2 separate regions of the Danio rerio genome follow, and region 2 is linked to region 1. A link is a contact called in public Hi-C data. All regions are on one chromosome and are shown on one strand. The core of a region is the stretch at or near the end of the contact, and the rest is flanking DNA. Distances in the headings are between cores, read along the strand shown.

What was found. A called contact is a pair of places that touch in the nucleus more often than the background predicts.
Region 2: a Hi-C map of embryo shows a contact between it and region 1, with 1.7 times the contacts expected there. The contact joins two enhancer-like sites. A contact is called at or near these places in 2 of 18 Hi-C or Micro-C datasets (embryo and an unstated tissue).

What each region holds. Positions count from the first base shown.
Region 1 is chr16:30,410,196-30,416,492 of GRCz12tu, forward strand. No RefSeq gene overlaps it. Among named protein-coding and RNA genes, the nearest start is that of nr4a3, 55 kb to the right of the region's middle. Within about 2 kb of position 3,421, at least 12 of the 62 cell types and tissues checked have an H3K27ac peak or open chromatin away from gene starts, as enhancers often do.
Region 2 is chr16:30,571,096-30,577,392 of GRCz12tu, forward strand. All of the region lies in intron 2 of invs (inversin), which reads left to right. Among named protein-coding and RNA genes, the nearest start is that of invs, 8.7 kb to the left of the region's middle. Within about 2 kb of position 3,661, at least 3 of the 62 cell types and tissues checked have an H3K27ac peak or open chromatin away from gene starts, as enhancers often do.

The DNA.
Region 1 (6,297 bases), core at 2,171-4,670:
TGAGACATAAGGATTTCTTACTCGTTCGTTCCAGAAACAAACTAAATGCTTAATGAACATCTTGTTTACAAATTTGAATTTTTATGAGCATAGTTTTCTCACATTTTACAGTTCCATTATTACACTCCTCAATTGTTGCATGGAAGTATAGAAAATGTTTAAAAACATAGGATTTGTTGAATTGAATAAGCTAAATTGGCCGTAGTGTATGTGTGTGAATGCAAGAATTTATAGGTGTTTCACAGTACTGGGTTACAGCTGAAAGGGCGTCGTCTGCATAAAACATATAGTATGCTGAATAAGTTGGTGGTTCATTCCGCTGTGATAAATAAAGGACTAAGCCGAAGGAAAATGAATGAATGAATGTTGGAAATCATTGAGATCCATACTAGGAAAAAAAATCTATGGAAGCCAATGGCTTCCAGTTTCCAACATTCAGAAGAAAGAAACTCAAACAGGTTTAAAACAAGTGGAGGCTGTATAAATAATCAAAGAATAATAATGTGTGTGTGTGTGTGAGATCTCTACACAAACTGCAGTAAGCCACAATTGCTCAATCAAAGGTATTCTTTTAAATTAGGAACACTGAAATCATTTTGAATACTTGAAGTCAATGTTTATTCATTAAAATATTCTTTTGTTTTCTTTTTTTAGATAAGCCCAGTTCCTGCTCACAAAACACTTAGGAATGTAACAATGAAAGGAAAAGAATATTGACCAATTCTCTAAAAATTCCAAATTACTTAATAAATAAAACTGAGTTTTTTTATTTTAGGCGGCCTTAACTACACTTAGAAATAAAGGTACCAGAGCTGTCACTTTGATGGTACTGTTTTAAAAGCTACACATGTGTGCCTAAAGAATCCCTATTAATACCTCAAGGGTACATTTTAATACCTAAAAAGTACAAAAGTGTACCTCTTAAAATGTTTAGGTACAAATATATGCTTTTGAGGTACAAATGTGTATCTTTTGAAAAGGTACCACCCCAGAGACAGCTCTTGTACCTTTATTTTCGAGAGTGTACTGTGTACTTGCATCTAAAAAAGTACTTACTGTGTTCACAATGTATTGCAGAATACTTCTGATGCCCCTGAGATGGGATACAGGTAGTGTTAAGGACAGGTTTGGTGGTATGTGTAGGTTAAAGGGTGGGCTAAAGTGTAAGGAATGGCCAACAGTGTCATTACTATCGTATGTACAGAAATTAATTACAGTTTAATTACGTGCAGTTATTTAATTAATCATAACTACAAATTTAAAAACCTCTATTTGCACAATAAGTACATTGTAACAAATGATTAATTTCAGTGTAAGTGCATGTAAGTAAGGCCACCAAATATTAAAGAATACAAAAATTAACAAATAATGGTACATTGCAGGTGAAACAAGGAGAATAAAGTAAACAGATATAATGAAGCAAATAGCACAACCTTCCTAAGAACACAGAAATTCTCCTAACTGAAGAACAGGTCAACTGACCAGCTTGACCTTTTTCCATATCCCAGCAGCTTTTGACGATAATGGAATATGAATGCAAAGCAGGCTGGAACAAATGAAAAACAAACAGATGGTAAAACAGGAAAAGGCAAAGTCTATTTCCAGTAGGTCACATCTATTTGCTTACACATAATCACAAATGTGCACATACAAGCGAAAATCGACATCACAAGGACTGGTGACGTCTAAGTAAATATGGCCTGTTTGCAGTAAGCTATACTGTGACTGTTACTGTTAAACAAGCTACATAGAGCCAGTGAATTCAACAATGCAGAAAATGCAGGAACTATCTAGACATTCAGTCATAGAGAATCTACTTTATAATCTAATGTGTCATTTGGACAGATTTGGATTAAAGTGTGTTATGGACTACACTAAAAATATCTGTAAAAAATGATTTATGTTTTTTTAAATTGCATTATGGGACCTTGATCTTCTTCCAACAACTTTTAATCTTGAAAAGTGACTTTTATTAATATTTAATATTTTTAAATGACATTTAATAGTTTAAAGTGATATATTGTCTGGGTTAGTGTTGTGTATTTTGCTACAAAAAACATTTTGTAGACCTATTGCTACATGTATTGTTACATTATATTATTTCAAACTACTAAAATGTTAATTGACTAATTAATGAACTAATCATGATCAACACATGTACAGCATTTATTAATCATAATTGAACATTTACTAATGCATTATTAACATCCAAGTCAATGCTTGTTAACATTAGTTAATGCACCATGAGTTAACATGAACTAACAATGAACTACTGTATTTTCATTAACTAACGTTAACTAGCATGAACAAATACAGTAGTAAATGTATTGTTGATTGTTTGTTCATGTTAGTAAATGCATTAATTAACATTAACTAATGAACCTTATTGTAAAGTGTGACCAAGTCACTTTGTTAAAATGTTGATAGAGCAGAGATCAAAACCCCATGATGCATTTCACAACCATGAATAAACGGAAAACACTCGTGAATCACAAAATCATGGAAACTGTTAATTAGCAGATATTTTTACAGTGTAATGTAACATCAAACCTCACTAAAACCTCACACTATTTATAAAAATGAAATCTGCACACTGCACGACTGTGTAAAGCGTGTGTGATATTCAATGAAATTATTATAATAATTGTTATTATTACTAACTTAATAATATTAACAACAAAAATATAATTATTTTAAATTATTGTTTTCGTTGTTAATGTTAATTATAAAGTTTTTTTTTTAATGAAAGGTTAATCAAAAGTTTTTTTCATGTTTGATACTTAAAATAGGCCAAAGTTGTGAAAAGTTCCCAAAAATGTAATTTGTGGAAAAATGTGTCAAATTAAATGTAGTTGTAGTGGTTCATTCCACGGTGGTGATCCCTGATTAATAAATGGACTAAGCCAAAAAGAAAATGAATGTAATTGTAAAATGCAATAATGACTGACTGTATAGTAGAGAAACAAATTCTATGGAAATCATTTTCCACCAGTTTTCAACATTCTACAAAAATATCTCCTTTTGTGTTGAACAAAAATGAACGGTTTTATTTTGTTGGGTGAATAATTCCTTTAACCACAAAAAATAAGCTGTCAAGAAGAATTGCAATGGAAAAAAAATGGAATGCAGAATAATCAAAAAATTGTGAGAAATAGATTTAACATTTTTGCATATTCCAAACATGCAAACTATAACACACTTTCACTAGAAACAACAAAACCCTCTCATGTGCTTTCTTGAAATATGTCTCGTGTCAAAAAGACTCAGGACTCTGTACAATGAATCAGGCATACTGTGTGCTGGAGACAGTCATTATAACAGAGATAAAACTCTGACTCGTGTGTGTGTGTGTGTGTGTGTGTGTGTGTGTGTGTATGTGTGTACACATCAAGCTAGGGGGGCATTTCCCAAAGGGAAGACGTGCCACTTGGATCGGTAAATCACCATCAGAGCCTCCCTCTGCTCTCCACCCCCAGTCAGACTGAGAGCCTGTCAGACCCGATCAGCTCATTCGGCCTCCTCCGGGACACACACACACACACACACTGACAGACAATCTCTATTATCAAATACATACAGCATTTCCATCTTAAAGCTTTCCACAACTTTGTACACTGAAAAAAAATGATCCATTGTATTTAGTAATTTTTTAAGGTAACGGTTTATATTGACTAAATTTAAACAAACAAATGAAGTTGAACATTACTAAATTTATTTTGTTTGTTTAAATTTATTTAAATCATTTGCAATAAAAATGTAGCAAACCCAATGTGTACTCACTAAAAATCAAATCAAATAAATAAAAATCATCTAAAAATTACATGCTAAAAATAAGCAGCTAGGTTTCATTCAAGAAGTTTTATTAGCTCACGCTGGATGAAAATAGCAGAGAGTCAATTTGAAATGTATTTGTGATAAAAAAAAAGTCTGGAGATTGTGGAGGAGGGAGAGGTAAGAAGAGTGTCTTATTAATTTATGTGCTGCTGGGCTGGTCTAATGAGATTACAGGCAGAGATGGTAAGGAGACAGAGCTGTGAGTCAGGCTAGCAGAAGAACTCAGAGCCCCGGGCCCCTGCTCTGCTTCAGGGGCCCCTCACCTTAAAGCCTGCGCTACTGCAGCTTATCACACACACGCAGACCTGCATGAGTCAATGGCTATGAGGAGCTCTAGCGCACATATGCACACACACACACGGAATGAAGAACTCAATATTTAAAAAAAAAAAAAAAAAATATATATATATATATATATATATATATATATATATATATATATATATATAATTTTTTTATATTTAATTATTTTTTGTCATTTATTTTTTTGTACTATCATTTTATATTTTTGTTTATTTTTATGAGATTTTAGTATGTTTATTTAAATTCTGGAATGTTTATTGTTGTTATGTGAACATTCAGTTTTATTTCAGCATTTTTCATGTCACGTGACTGCATGCAAAAAAGGTACTGCTTATTTGCTATTCGATTTTTATGTATGTCTATTGTGAGTTGGATTACCATCTTGCGTGACATTTATAGCCATACTAAAAGCACCAGCAGTACTGGTAGGAATGACATTTTGCCCTACTCATAATTCTCTCTTCATATAGCCGCATATGCCATTTCTACAATACACTGTGATACAGCCTGGTTCGGATCGTATTGCTTTCTCACGACAATCGATCCAGAGTTCGTTTTAATCGAGACGAGACCACTTCATTCAGCCAATCTTGGACAGATTGTTTTGCAGTGGATCCGAGCACGATTGCTGAAATTACATATGCCAAATGAACCGCACAAACTGGGCAAAAGAGACAGGTTCTGGAACAAAAGTCTAGGTGTAAAAGCATTCTCATATTAAAAGTATTTATTATAGTTTACTCCAATGGTCTCAAACTCAATTCCTGGATGGCCGCAGCTCTGCACAGTTTAGCTCCAACCACCTTCAACTCCCACCTGCTTAATTGTCTCTAGTAGTCTTGAACACCTTGATTATTTGGATCAGCTGTGTTTGATAGGGTTGAAGTAAAACTTCTCGACCACAATTTATATATTCATCCATTCATTCATTTCCTTTTTAGCTTAGTCCCTTTATTAATCAGGGGTCACCACAGCGGAATGAACCGCCAATTAATTTATTTGATTTAGATTAAATTAAATGTAAAGTTTAAACCAAAGAGAAAATAAATGCTTTTAGAGAAAATAAATATTTTAGCTGGAACAAATTACAGTTTAAAGTTGGTTCAAAGAATCATTTCTTTCAGTGTACAAGAAAATGAAAAGTGTCACAACAGACTCTTAAAAGAAAGGTGAAATTGAATGAGTCATCACAAATTTAAGCTCTTCCCAAGAGGGAAAACCCGCAACTATCAAGAATGCTTCTGTATATGTTGTCATGACTTCGCTATCAAAAATTTCTTCATAACGAAAGTCAATGGGGCAAACATAAGATAAACGAACATAACAAAAGGCTAGTAATTTTTTAAGTGTAACTCAAAATATGTGTCAAAATAAGATTTGTCACCAAAAATCATTTCATTTGCTGAAACACAGGGATAATTGTGGGCAAATTAAGAGATGAAAATGGATGAAAACATCTCGAAAAGCACACAATGGTTAAAAATAAAGGTTCTATATTTTCATCAACTGATCCATGAAGAACTTTAAACATCTATGAAAGAGTTTTACAGTAAAAAAAAAAAGTTCTTTAGATGATCAAAATGTTCTTCACACCAAGAATACTCTCCTATGATATCACTACAAAATGTTGAAACAGCATAGCAAGCTTATAAGATAATTGTAACTGTTGTTATTTGCCATTGTATTTGCTACAAAATGTTTTCCCTTTCCTTAATTCAAATTCTCCCTCACCTTGCTCATTACTATAAACCGTTTAGTAGACTAGTCTGGCACATTCCTAATGCTACGACATTAGCCTCGTCATACAAAAGAACCGGAAGCTCTGAACAGGTGTTCTGGCATCTCTCCAGCTTCTCCCTCAGCATTTGCTCTCCTCTTTTCCATTTGCTCTTCTCTTTCTGATGTCAAATCCCCTGCTACAAGGTGTCCGCGTTTAGCCTCAGGCGTGCGTATGGGGAAAGACTCTTAAGACAGCATTACGAGTTTGAGTGTCCTAGTGTGACGCGTGTAAGGATCAAGGCTCTTAGGGCAGTCCTGGCTAAACTAGCTAAACGTTTCCAGCCAAGGCTTCCCCCACTCCTGATGTCTCATCATGGCTTTCCCCAAAATCATTGTACTGGGCCATGCCACAAATAGGGAAGAGAAGGGATGAATGTGCTT
Region 2 (6,297 bases), core at 2,411-4,910, 160 kb after region 1:
CGCGTGTTTATGTGAGTAGATGGTGAAGGGAAAGCGAGGAAGGAGATACGGTGAAGGGGGAGTGAGTGAAAGAGAGAGATTGAAAGGGTGGAAGAGAGATATCTCTCTCTAGGCTGCCTCATTAGAGATGTCAGAAAGGGTCTGCCATAATACGCCCCCCTCACTCCGAGTCCAGCCCCACGAGACCTATCAGAGCAACCTGGTCCCAAGTGTGCTCCGGGTACTCGCTGTCACAGTTCACATCACCTGAGAGAGAGCCACCACCACAATCAAAAATGACTATTAATTATACTACTATACTTATTATTATTATTATTATTATTATTATGGCCACTGGTTCCAGTCCCAGCTGGGTCAGTTGACGTTTATTTGTGGAGTTTGCATGTTCTTCCTGTGTTTGTGTGGGTTTTCTCCGGGTGCTCCCCACAGTCCAAAGACATGTGCTATAGGTGAATTGGGTAAATTAAATTGGACATAGTGTATGAATGTGAGTGTGTGTATGTGTGAGAGAGAGAGAGAGAATGGGTGTGTATGGGTGTTTCCCAGTACTGGATTGCAGCTGGATCATAATAAATGGATATGAATGAATGAATTAATAATAATAATAATTATTATTATTATTATTATTATTATTGTTATTATTATGATTATTTTTATTTTGCAAAATGGCATCAAATATTTGAGAACAGCAAAGTGACAGTTGCCTTTTATACAGGTAAGCACGGATATATCCACTATTCACTTATGCAGTGTTTCCCAATCCTGTTCCTGGAGGCACACCAACAGTACATATTTTGGATGTCTCCCTTATCTGACTCACTAACCTCAGGTTTTGGAGTCTCTTCTAATGTTCTGATGAGTTAATTCAGGTGTGTTTGATTAGGGAGAGGTGGAAAATGTGTACTGTTGGTGTGCCTTCAGGAATAGAGTTAAGAAACATTGCATTAATGCACCCTTTTCACTGTTATGCTGCATTTAACGGTCATCAGCATCTTAAATCCTTGAAAGTTTTTAATATTTAGATGTTTTTAAAAATGAACATTTATATGGATTTATGTACACTGTAGTGGGCGTCGCAGTGGTGCAGTGGGTAGCACGATCGCCTCACAGCAAAAAGGCCGCTGGTTCGAGCCTCGGCTGGGTCAGTTGGCAATTCTGTGTGGAGTTTGCATGTTCTCCCTGTCTTTGCGTGCATTTCCTCCGGGTGCTCAGGAGTCCCCTACAAGTCCAAAGACATGCGGTGCAGGTGAATTGGGTGAGCTAAATTGTCCGTAGTGTCTGTGTGTAAATGAGTGTGTATGGGTGTTTCCCAGTGATGGGTTGCAGCGGGAAGGGCATCCCGCTGCAACCCATGCAAAACATGGGTATGCAAAACATATGCTGGATAAGTTGTCAGTTCATTTCGCTGTGGCGACCCCTGAATAATAAAGGGACAAAGCTGAAAGGAAAAGAATGAATGTGCTAATGAGAGTTGGTCTAAACAAAAGCTGACACAAACATATTTGCACATATCCGAGCAACACTGCAATATTCAGTTCTAGAATTAATCCTTTTTTTTGACAAATCTTTTGAACCAATGATTCAGTCATCCATGTGAAAAAGAAAATCAGTTGCTTCGTTGTAAAATAAAATTCTGGCTTACGCACAATCCATTTGTGTCATAGTCTCTTTAAGGCAAATCATTTCAATCGGCGGCCTTCTTTGAAACTCCTCTTGGGCAGCATACTTAAGCATTCTGTCTGAATGGTGAAATATCAAATTCTCCAAAACTGTTTGCCAATCTTTCAATCACATTACATATTTGAAATCACCAATAAAATTAAACAACAATAATAATAATAATGTCATAATCAAACAAAATCTGCATATTTTCAGGTTGGCCAAGCTGTTGTGCATACTCACTCAAAAGGATTGAGATTACTACACCAACCTCATTTATGGCTGTGTTACACATTATCATCCTTTGAATAGTGATCATCTGAAGTGCTGCGCTTCTGAAGTAATCCACAACTTGGTCTTGATGGTGAATCTCCTCCAGAAATGACAGCAACTCTTTGTTTACAAGTTTGTGGGCATTTGAGTAGTTGTCATGTGATGTGCGTTTGACAGGACGGACTGTACCTTGCGTTCGATTCATACAGTTTACAAATCCAAAAATATTTTGTTTTCAAGTGTAGTTGCTTCATTTAAAAGTGGAGATTTCAAGCTTTATATGGACATATTTCTTAAGTCTGTGAAGCAAGTATTCGTTGAGATTCCTGTGTGCTTGTTGACCACCAAACTGTCGTAAAAGCAAACGACTAGTCAGCGCTTTTTTTTCTGGAGAAACTTCAGTCTATAGCGATTGATGATTGGCTTCTGTACTAGTAGGCGAGACTTTATTCACCATATTGACCTTACACTTTTCCCCAGAAATGGGGGACTCGAGTCACATGACATGACTTAAGTCGCAAAATTTAGGACTTAAGACTTGCTCAACAAATATCCAAAACAGACTCGACTTGACTTGGACTTGAGTTAAATGACTCAAAATAACTTGTTTTTGTTAAATAACTAACCGTTTGCTATATATTATGCATTCCATACAAAACCAAAAGTTATATATGTAAATATAAATTGCAAAAGTAAAAAAAATAGACAAAAATTTGATCGACTTGAAAGTGACTTGCTAGACAAAGCAACTTGATTTGACTTGAGATAAGCAGTGACTTGACTTGACTTGACTTGACTTGACTTGACTTGAGTCTGACAGATTGACTTGACTTGCTTGAGACTTGAAGGTTATGACTCGAGACTTGCACATATATGACTTAATCCCACCTCTGCTTTTCCCCATTCAAAAATATATGACTGACACATCTTGTGTATCATATAGTCTTTGTTTGTGGTTGGACAACATAAAGGAATTAACTTAGTGATTTTGACAAATTTAAGCAAACTGAACATAAAACAATTAGGTTGAATAAACAGCAAACGTCATTTTGTGAGTGTTGGTTTCTAAATCAATCAACTGTTTTGAGCAAATTTTTAAAATGAATGATTCAGTAAAGTACTCGTAAACAGAGACTTGCTACCAACTATTGTTGGTTTTAATGTCATAATTATGTAGCCACGAAAGGTCTAAACCAGCCAAGGTACCATCACAAAAACACACTCAGCAAAGTAAAAAAATAAAGAAAAGAAAAACAGTAATATGTAAATTTTCATCAATATTGTAATAAAATAAAAGCATAATATTTATAATCAGGAAAAAGCAGTGTTTTTAACCTCATTATTTAAATGTAATATATTTTCTTGTTTATTTACATGCTAAATTTGCATTGGACGGCAAAACCAAAATGCTTCAGACCCTCTTTTTTATAGTTTGATTTTAGTAATGAAAGGAAAGCTTGTGTTTGATACTGTGTTAGCGTGTGTGTGCACATTTCAAAAGTATCAATGAAAATTTCAACCACACACTGTTCATTTATTGAGTGCGGTGTGTTCTAGATGTCACACATTAGACAGTGTGTGTTATCTCACAGTTTAACAGCACATATGTTTTTCACTTGTTGTGACTGACACCTTTGGAGCTCCATAATTGCATTACTTTGCCCACTGGAAGCCACACCTCCTTCACCAGAGGGGCTCATTTGTCGCTCGGCATTATGGGAGACCACAGCTAATGAGGCACAAGGTGATCATGTCAGTCAAGACACACTATGGATGGCATCCGCTGGGATCACCGCATGCATACACAGCATGGAGCCTTTTCTCCTTGGAGAAAGTATGGAGGATTTACCCTCTGGGCATTAGATGAAAGAACTGATGTCTCTCAGCGAGATACTTAGAAGAGATTTGGGAAAAAGAAAGAGCAGTGTTTTTGGAAAAGCAGTGGTGAATGTTAATCGTACAGATCTGCTTTTGCAATGCCAGGCACTGCTTTACTCACAAATGTGCACTTAGCTCAACTTCTGACCCTGTGGTTTGTTCTTCATTATTCCTTCTTTTTTCCTTCTTTTTTGTCTCTCTTTCTCCCTAATTCCTGACTCAGCTGGTTGTTCAATAAGATGCTAGTGGGGAGTCATTTGGCTGGGCTAGACAAGCTGGATGCTTGCCCACACAACCGCACACACACATACGCTTACACAGGCACACACAAACAACACACACACACACACACACACACACACACGTGCAAACACATTTCAGATGAAGGGCTCTCATTTTCGCAAACATTGAATGAATCCTTAAGGTATTCCAAAGTTTTTTTTTTGTGTTATTTTGTTTTTTACATTACATTTTTTTCCAATTTATATTAATATATGCAGCAGATTTGCACTTGAACTTTTCTGTGAGGCTTAAAGACAAATGTAATATGACAGATGCTGTATATATTCAAATCATTATGTTTAAATGTGAATTATTGCTTTACTGAAATGATTTACACCTCAATTTGAAGCTGTAATAATTTATTGTAGCAAAGATTGTTAATTAAATTAGTTGAAATTGAATTTGCACCATTTAGTTGATCATCATGATAATGTCATTGTGATTTTTTTTATTTGTCCCTCTCTGTTTTTAGTTTTGATGCAAGACACATTATTAGCATGATTAAAATGATCTGCTTTGGACCAACTTTACGTTAATTGTCATCAATTATTAAACAAACAAAAAAAAACTACATTTTTAAACTTTTATTTCTTGTAAGTTTTTGCACAAAGGTTTTAATATAAAATGCATGCATAGAATAGAGTCAGAATAAGTTAACCTTTGTGCACTGTTCAAATTCACTACCTTTTGTTATGTTTGGAATGAAAACATCAACTGAATAAACTGCTGTAAAACTGCATCAGATAAATATTTTTTCCTTTTTTTTTTGCGTAAATCTGTCAATTAACTTCAGGCCTGAACAAAACTACCACATTGTTTGGAAAATTACTGGATTTTAACTCTTTAATTGTCAAGTTCACAAATGATGTCATTGATTTAGTGAAAAAACACACACAAAAATGACATATTTTAGATAAAGATATTGTGGACTGGATTTTTTTAACCTTTATCACATTCTTGGACATGTGAACAATAAGTAGCAACACTGGCTTTGACGCATTGTTTGATTTTCATTTTTTCTCCCTAATTTACTGTTGGTGGCTGTTTTTGCCCCTTTGACTTCCATTATAACCACCATTATGCACCATTTTGATGGTGCATAAATATACAGTCTTTGTTTTTATTTACTCCATGTAGTTCTGAGAGCTGAGATGCATATTTAGATTTTCTCACATCAAGGTAAGTGTGTAAAGAGCACACTCAAAGACACACATACACACTTTAATTTGCTGTTCTACTTTATATAAAATCCATAAACTAAAAAGCATTTTTTTGCACAGGCCTATCTAAAGGGTTAATGGTGCCAACTGATGTTCAATAATAAAAATTACAAATGCATGATTAAAAAGTGGTCATGATGGAAGCCAGTAGGGAGTAAATTAGGGAGAAAAATTATAATCAATCAAAACAATGCATCAAAGACAATGTTGTTTCACATGTCTAAGACTGTTAAAAAAGGTCAAAAAATCCATATTTACTTTTTAATGTTAAACATACATCTCTTTTCTTTCACCAAATCAGTGACATTTATGAATTTGCCAATTAAAGAGTTACAATTTTGTAATTTTCTAAACAATTTAGTAGTTTTGATCAGGACTGAGGTTGATCAACAAATTTATGCAAAAAATTATTATCTGATGTAATTTACAGCAGTTTAATTCAGTGGATGTTTTCATCCCTAACATACCAAAAGGGTAGTAAATCTGCCCGGAGTGTATCATTGAGTTATTTTATTTTATTTTATTTTTTTAATTCAAAGCATTTTCTCAAAATATGTGTCAAAATTAAATTTGTCACCAAAAATCATTCCACTAGCTGAAACACAAAAGGTTATTGCCAAATTAGGACTCAAAATCACCCCAGAGTGGATGAAAACATCCCCAACCGTAGGAGTTAATAAATTTTGCAGAGGTAACATTCTGGAGAAAAATGTTTAAAGTTTACTTTACAATATTTCTGTTTGTTTGTTAGTATGTTTTACTCAAACAATATTGCACTGAATTAAACCATGCTTTGAATTTAATTGTTTGCTTTATTTTAAAGAAATAAACATTTAAATAACAAAGTAAATTTAATGTTACAATATATATATATATATATATATATATATATATATATATATATATATATATATATATATATATATATATATATATATATATATATATATATATATATATATAATAACGACACAGATGTAATGAG